Regions from separate parts of the Mus musculus genome. Here region 1 is linked to region 2. A link is a contact called in public HiChIP or PLAC-seq data. All regions are on one chromosome and are shown on one strand. Each heading gives the region's core, a stretch centred on a gene start, on an enhancer-like site or on the middle of the called end of the contact. The rest is flanking DNA. Distances are from core to core; before and after follow the strand shown. Region 1 holds the start of Plekhg4 (pleckstrin homology domain containing, family G (with RhoGef domain) member 4). Region 2 has its middle 11 kb from the start of Pdp2.

Region 1 (2,910 bases), core at 155-2,654, 770 kb after region 2:
ATGTTTAGCTTAAAAAAAAAAAAGTGTTCTGAGAATCAAACACAGGGCCTTATGCTATCCACAAAGCTATCTCCCTAGCTTCCCTCCATCTTAAAAAAACAACAGGATCTTGTTATGAAGCTCTGTCTTGTCTGGAACTTTTTTTTTCCCCTTTTTTTTAGACCTGGCTAGCCTTGAACTTGTGTATCGTCCAGCCCTTTCATCTCAAGCCCTAGATTAGAGGCATGCACTCTTTGGTCACAATGAGGGCCGTTCTACGTCAAAGAAGGTGGTCTGAGACAACAGGGTTTTAGTCAGCTCTGTTTCCCCATGCAGTCTGGGACCTAAGAGAAAAGGCTGTGATGCCCCTGGTGGCCTTGAATGCCACTCCCAGGAGCCTGGGTTTATTTGGGTCAAAGATGAGAGGGGTCTGGGAGGTTTGAGAAATCAGTTGCTTTGCTGATTACAGTGGTCCTGGCTTAAGGGACTTAAGTCATACACAGACTTAAGGGAATGTATCCCCAGATCTCCAAAGCTAAGGAGTCGCCTTTTCTTTTCTTTTCTTCCCTTTTCTTTCCTTATGGATGGATGTTGTCAAGAAAAGAGAGGTAGGGAGGGCTGGGGAGGGGGGAGGGCGGAGTGGGGGGGGGGGCTGTCCACATTCTACAATCTCAGTGGAAAAGACTTCTCTGAGTAGATTCAGCAACCAGCAGAACCAGAGATGGCCTTCGTGAGTCACTGTTCAGACTTGCAAGCTCAGCTCTGGAAGCCCGCTGTGGTCAGCCACCCCAGGTTGGCTCCAGGCCTAGCCCCCCACTGTCCCGCACTGGGCCAGTGTCTGTCCCTGTTGCTGTTCCATGCCTTTCCCATCCCAGATACGTGTGCCTCACAGCTCTCTGCCTCTTCTGTCTGAGTCTGTCTGTCAGTCATTTTCTCTAACCTTGGTTTCCACGTCACCCACGTGGGAAGAGTTCAGGACGGGAGGGGCGGTGTGACTAGTCTTAGATACCCCTAAATATTTATTCTGTGCCAGGCCTGACATACAGAGCTCGAAATATCAAAGTGGACAATATTCAGTCTGCCTGCTTACAGGGCACATTCTGTGTGGAGTGAGAAAACCACAGCCTAGTTCTGCCTCTGTCTCAGCACGCGTGCCTGCGCTCCCCCAACCGCCTGCTGTGTTCAGAGGGCCTGGGTCAGTTAGGGCCTGAGACCTGATGCCTCTTATTTGCTTCATCCCTGGGAAGGGTTATGTTCCTCCCGGGAAGTCCATCTTCTTACAGCTCCTGGGGGCCTGGCTAGTGGGTGGAGGTGAGCCTCAGAAGCAGGAGGGAGGGAAGGAGAGAGGGAGGGAGGGGCAATGACTCAGTGGGGGTGGCCTGGGACAAGAACCAAGGACAGAAGCCAAGACTGGACCTGATGCTCACTGAAGCTAGAGGAAGGAGAGATGGAAGACATGCCTAGGAGCTGGGGCTGGAGAAGGACAACTCCAAGGCCAGCCTTGCCCCTTGCTCTTCAGAATCTGCCTTAGAGTCAGAGATGGGTGGGGACGCCTGTTGTTTCTACCATGGCTGCAGCTGATAACTAGATTCATGAAGGAATCGCCTGACTTAGAGCCAGGGAAGGCATTATGTCCAGTGTCCTCTCCTCCCAGGGACCAAGGCCATGGTGTGGGGGCTACATGCCTTTGTCTGGTTGCACAGATAACCTTTTTCTTATGATCTTTCCACAAATTCAAGAGTGTTAGGCCAGGCCCACTTCCTCCAAAAGGACCCCAGACTTTAGAGTTAAGAACGAGTAGGGGTCTCCCAGCTATCCCAGTGTCTTTCATCAGTTCAAGATTCCCTAACGAAGGGTGAAGTGGGAAGGCAGGGCATGAACACAGATATCTGATCCATCCATCAGGATTTCCCTGGTCCATCGGGCAACCCCAGGAGAAAAGAATGCTTTTCTTGTCTTACAGGAGAGGAAGATGAGGTGCAAAGAGAAAAGGGTCCCTGGAACAGCCCACAAGAGGTGAGTGATGGAACCAGATCTCAGCTGGTCTCTGGCCCCAGGGCACCAGCTTTCTTAGCCACCCTTTTCTGTGGATAGGGAAAAAGAACTCAGGGAATGAGGGTTTGAGCCTTATGTATGTTGGCAGGCCTGGGTCAATTCCCACCCAGAGACATAGCTACCTACCCTCTTCACCTTCCGGGTTTAACAAGTCATGGGATGTCACCGTTTATCTCTAATTTATTTCTCTGTCTTTTTGTTGTTTGTTTTATTAATTAAACCTGGGGGCTCACACAAGTCAGGCAAGGGCTCTGCTACTGAGTTACACCTCACAGCCCATCCAACCTGTTCCGTGGTGGGTGGGCCTGAGAACCTGAAGGGGAGATTCAGGCTACAGAGGAGTGGTGGTCCCTCCCACTATCCGTGAAGATTATCCACACGCAGCTACCAGGGCATAGGGAGTCTCTCTGGAGACGGCCCCTAATCATGGACTCACATGTGTGTGTGTGTGAGTGTGTGGTGGTGGGTGGTGGGACAGCTCTGAGGACCACGAGGGCTTGAGTGGTCCTCATCTTGTACATGGAAGCTGGGCAAGTATTCCCATGTCCCATCACGGGAATGGTAAAGGAGCCTTGCCCTCCTCCCACAAGGGCGTCCTTTGCTTCGTGCAAGAGCCTTCTTTCCATCGGCAGAGCCACGGCTCACTCACCCTTTCAGACAGTTCCAGCTCTGAGCACAGTGAGCACAGTGGAATGAATGTTGCCGGGGTCGGCAGAATGAGAAGTCAAGGGAGGGCTCGCCAAGTCTCCGAGGCACTGAGAGTAGGAACCCAGCGGCCGGCGGGCGCGGATGCTCTAGGCAGGGGGCAGTAGGCGTGGTCCCAGCTCTCCTCCGCACCCTCGGCCTTGCAGAGCGGCGCCTTCCGGAAGAACCTGT
Region 2 (3,050 bases), core at 132-2,631:
TACTTCTGAGGAATGACATCTGGCCTTCACACAGGTGCCTGCATCCACACCCATATAAACATTATCTGCATGGGTGCACATGCATGGGTGCAGCTGTATGAGCACACCTGCATGAATGTACCTGCATGCACATGCATGCACACACACACTAGAAGACAGAGAAAAATTTAAAAAAAAACTATAAAAATGACCAGAAAGGAAAAAAAAAACCCACAAAGATAACAAACAAACAAACAAACAAAACCCTTGGCTGTTGTTTTTGAGACAGGACCTTACTATGTAGCCCTGGCTGGCCTGAAACTTGCTATGCAAACCAGGCTAGCCCCAAACTCATAGAGATCCACTTGCCTTTAAATCCCAGAAGTTGGGATTAAAAGCCATCACACCTGGCCCCTCAATCTCTCCACCCCGCAGTTTTCTCTTTGAAACAGAGATTCGCTGACAGGTCTGAACCCTAGATCCTCCAAACCATTAGGACCACCACCACCCAGTTGGAAAAATTAACTGAATAGATTTAGCCTTTCATATCTAGAATTTTTATTCTATTACTTGATGTTACTAAATACCCCTAAGTAGTCCCTAACCTTGGTGGCCCTCTGAATTGTCCGTGGTCAGATTCCCAAGTCACTGGCTCCATCTGGGACTGGTGAATTTCTATTGACTGTTTATTGGAGTGTCTTGGTCCCATTGGCCTCTGACCTTTTCTGCTCTCTGCATACATAACTTAGTCTGAGCAATGGCTTGGACGGGGCATCGGAGCATAGCAAGGATGTCAGGATTCCTCTCCTGACTTTCACTGCCAGGGGAATAAGCGGGTTGGGATCCAGGAAAGCAGTCTGTGGAGGAGCCCCCTGGAGCCCGCTGTATCTTTGCCCACAACTCTGCCTGCCTTTCCCAGACTTTATAAAGCCCTCATCTACCCCCAGCTCCCTGCGGTAGAGAAACAGGATGTTTTCCTAGGGCTGTGGTTCTGTCCACAGTGCACAAGCCTTGGGTGTCCCGGAGCTGGTCATTTAGGCTAGCTAAGGGCTAAGAAACTCATCACGGGGCAGGGAAGGGACATCCAGGGACAGGAGAACAAAAATTAAAGCCTGGAATCTGCTCCAGTCTGTTGTGTCTGGCCAGTAGATCACAACCTGGGTTCTAGCCTGGAAAGGCATTTTGGAAACCTGGAAGAGAAGAGGGGCTAGGCGGCGAGAGAAAGAAATGCAGCTAAGACAGACATTCTGATCAAAGCTCAATTTTACTGTTCCGCACGCAGTTATGAAGCAGGGGAAGGGGCCCGATTCCCGCCAATTAATCTTGGAATCCAATAGCTGGGTGACCTCGTGCACGGCTCCGAACAGCAAAGCGGCAGATTCCAGCAGTGGGCGTGGCAGAACGATTGAGCGGGAAGCTCCACCCCTGAGCAAGCAGGTTTCAGGCTGAGGGAGGGGGGACTACACCAGTCGACTCTGGAGACCAGGCTTCTGAGGCAGTGACAGTGGGATAGTCCTAGGGATGTGGAGACAGGCTTCCTAAATGTGAACATCTGGGCAAGTGACCTGTCAGGACAGAAAAGGATTGTGCAGGATAATCTGGGCATGGTGTTGTGGAGACTCAAGGATTAAGAGTTCAAGGTCATGCTCAGATGCCCGATAAGTACCTCCTGCCCCTCCCATACACTCACTCCTGTTCCACCCCAGGGATGTGAAAACTGGTTGTGAAATGAGTTAGGAAAGATGGCTGAATAGACACCCAGGAAAAGAGAAGGATCCGCAAAAAGAGGAGGTTGGAGAATAGGAGGAAAACAGCCAGCTGTGGTGGGGAAGCAAAAAAGAAGAGAGTAGTTTGTCCGTGAGGATCTGGTATCAGAACTCAGATACGGATGGACGGAAGTAGCCAATTAGCTACAAGAAGCTCCACAGCAGAAGAGGCAAGGGTTGAATTATAATCTCGCATGGGTCTAGATGGTGAGACAGGAGCAGACTTTGGTCCCGTGAGAAGAGGGCTTTCTGAAACAAAGCAACGTGGCGGGTGGGCGAGGTGGTGGGGCCGCCACCCTCACCCAGAGAAGAGGATGCAAAGTTTACTTAGGATTTTGCTGCCCCCAAATAGGGCTGGAGCATGGAAGAATGGGAGAATGGGGTGTCTTGAGCCCCACCTGGTGGCTGGATCACTAATTGATGCGGGTACTGGGATAGGAAGGGTCCTGGGGTAGGGAGCCATCAGCTTTGGTTATGAGGCGATAGCAGACACAGACACTGCCTCTAGATGTCGCCATTCAGCTGCGCTGGTGCCTGCAGAAGCTGGATTGAGGAAGGTTGTCCTGAGCTGATGAGATTCTGAGTCCTGAAACTCCAATTAGAGCGGAGTTTCCCTGGAGTGCAGCCTGGTATACCTTCAGGAAGACTCACGGGACTCTGGGCACCTTTGGGGCTGAGGTTAAGTGGGGACTAAGGTAAAGGCTCTGTCTTGTGCCGAGGCCGTCCAGGCTTGCCAGAGCAGGAGGTGGTAGGCCGTGTAAAGTGGCTGCCACTTCGGCGAGTTGTCTTCAGCGTTCTTGTTTTCCTCTGTGAACTCCGCAGTAAATCTAACAAACTCCTTTTTTATTCTGCCCTTTATGGCCAGTGCCACAGACTGCCGGCCTCTCTGCAATTTCTGCACTCCTCTTGTCCCAGCTTTAAGAATAGTACAAATCACTTCTGTGCCCCAAATGGAAGCTGCCCCTGCAGTCAGATGCAACTACCATACAGGTCAAATCTGACCTGTTGCTCCTCTGTCCCCTTCATGAGCCTTTGGTTGAGAGCTCAGAATCCTCTTTCGTAGTCGGGCCTCCCTCTCTGCCACAGTCATGAGGAGTGTTGTTAGAATGTTATAAAGGCTGTGGGCTTCTGTTCTCCCTGACTGAGACACCTGGCACTCTCTACCTTCTCTTGGCTTACCCAGATCTCTCAGCCTGATCCTGCTAGATTTACAGCTTATCTGGAAGACTCCCTGACTTTCTAGGCCTCTCTCCCAAGCAACCCCTTCTATTTTTAGCTCTGAATGGTCCTATTTCATCTCTCCAA

Evidence for each region. HiChIP or PLAC-seq counts read pairs in DNA pulled down with a chosen protein or histone mark.
Region 1: a contact with region 2 is called in a CTCF HiChIP or PLAC-seq map of embryonic stem cells, with 12 times the contacts expected there. The contact joins the promoter of Plekhg4 here to the enhancer-like site in region 2. A contact is called at or near these places in 2 of 39 promoter capture datasets (cranial neural crest and liver), 1 of 15 datasets of contacts at CTCF or cohesin (embryonic stem cells), 1 of 115 datasets of contacts at active chromatin or transcription factors (embryonic stem cells) and 2 of 9 other capture datasets (embryonic stem cells and pancreatic islet).

The regions. Positions count from the first base shown.
Region 1 is chr8:105,371,868-105,374,777 of GRCm38.p6, forward strand. It overlaps Plekhg4 (pleckstrin homology domain containing, family G (with RhoGef domain) member 4), which reads left to right and starts at 1,405. Exons shown (of 23, transcript NM_001364406.1): 1 at 1,405-1,995; 2 at 2,886-2,910. The coding sequence starts at 1,952.
Region 2 is chr8:104,600,685-104,603,734 of GRCm38.p6, forward strand. It overlaps a transcript of Cdh16 not described here. Among named protein-coding and RNA genes, the nearest start is that of Pdp2, 11 kb to the left of the region's middle. Within about 2 kb of position 1,382, at least 60 of the 459 cell types and tissues checked have an H3K27ac peak or open chromatin away from gene starts, as enhancers often do. A contact at or near this core is called in embryonic stem cells and liver, where this site is marked.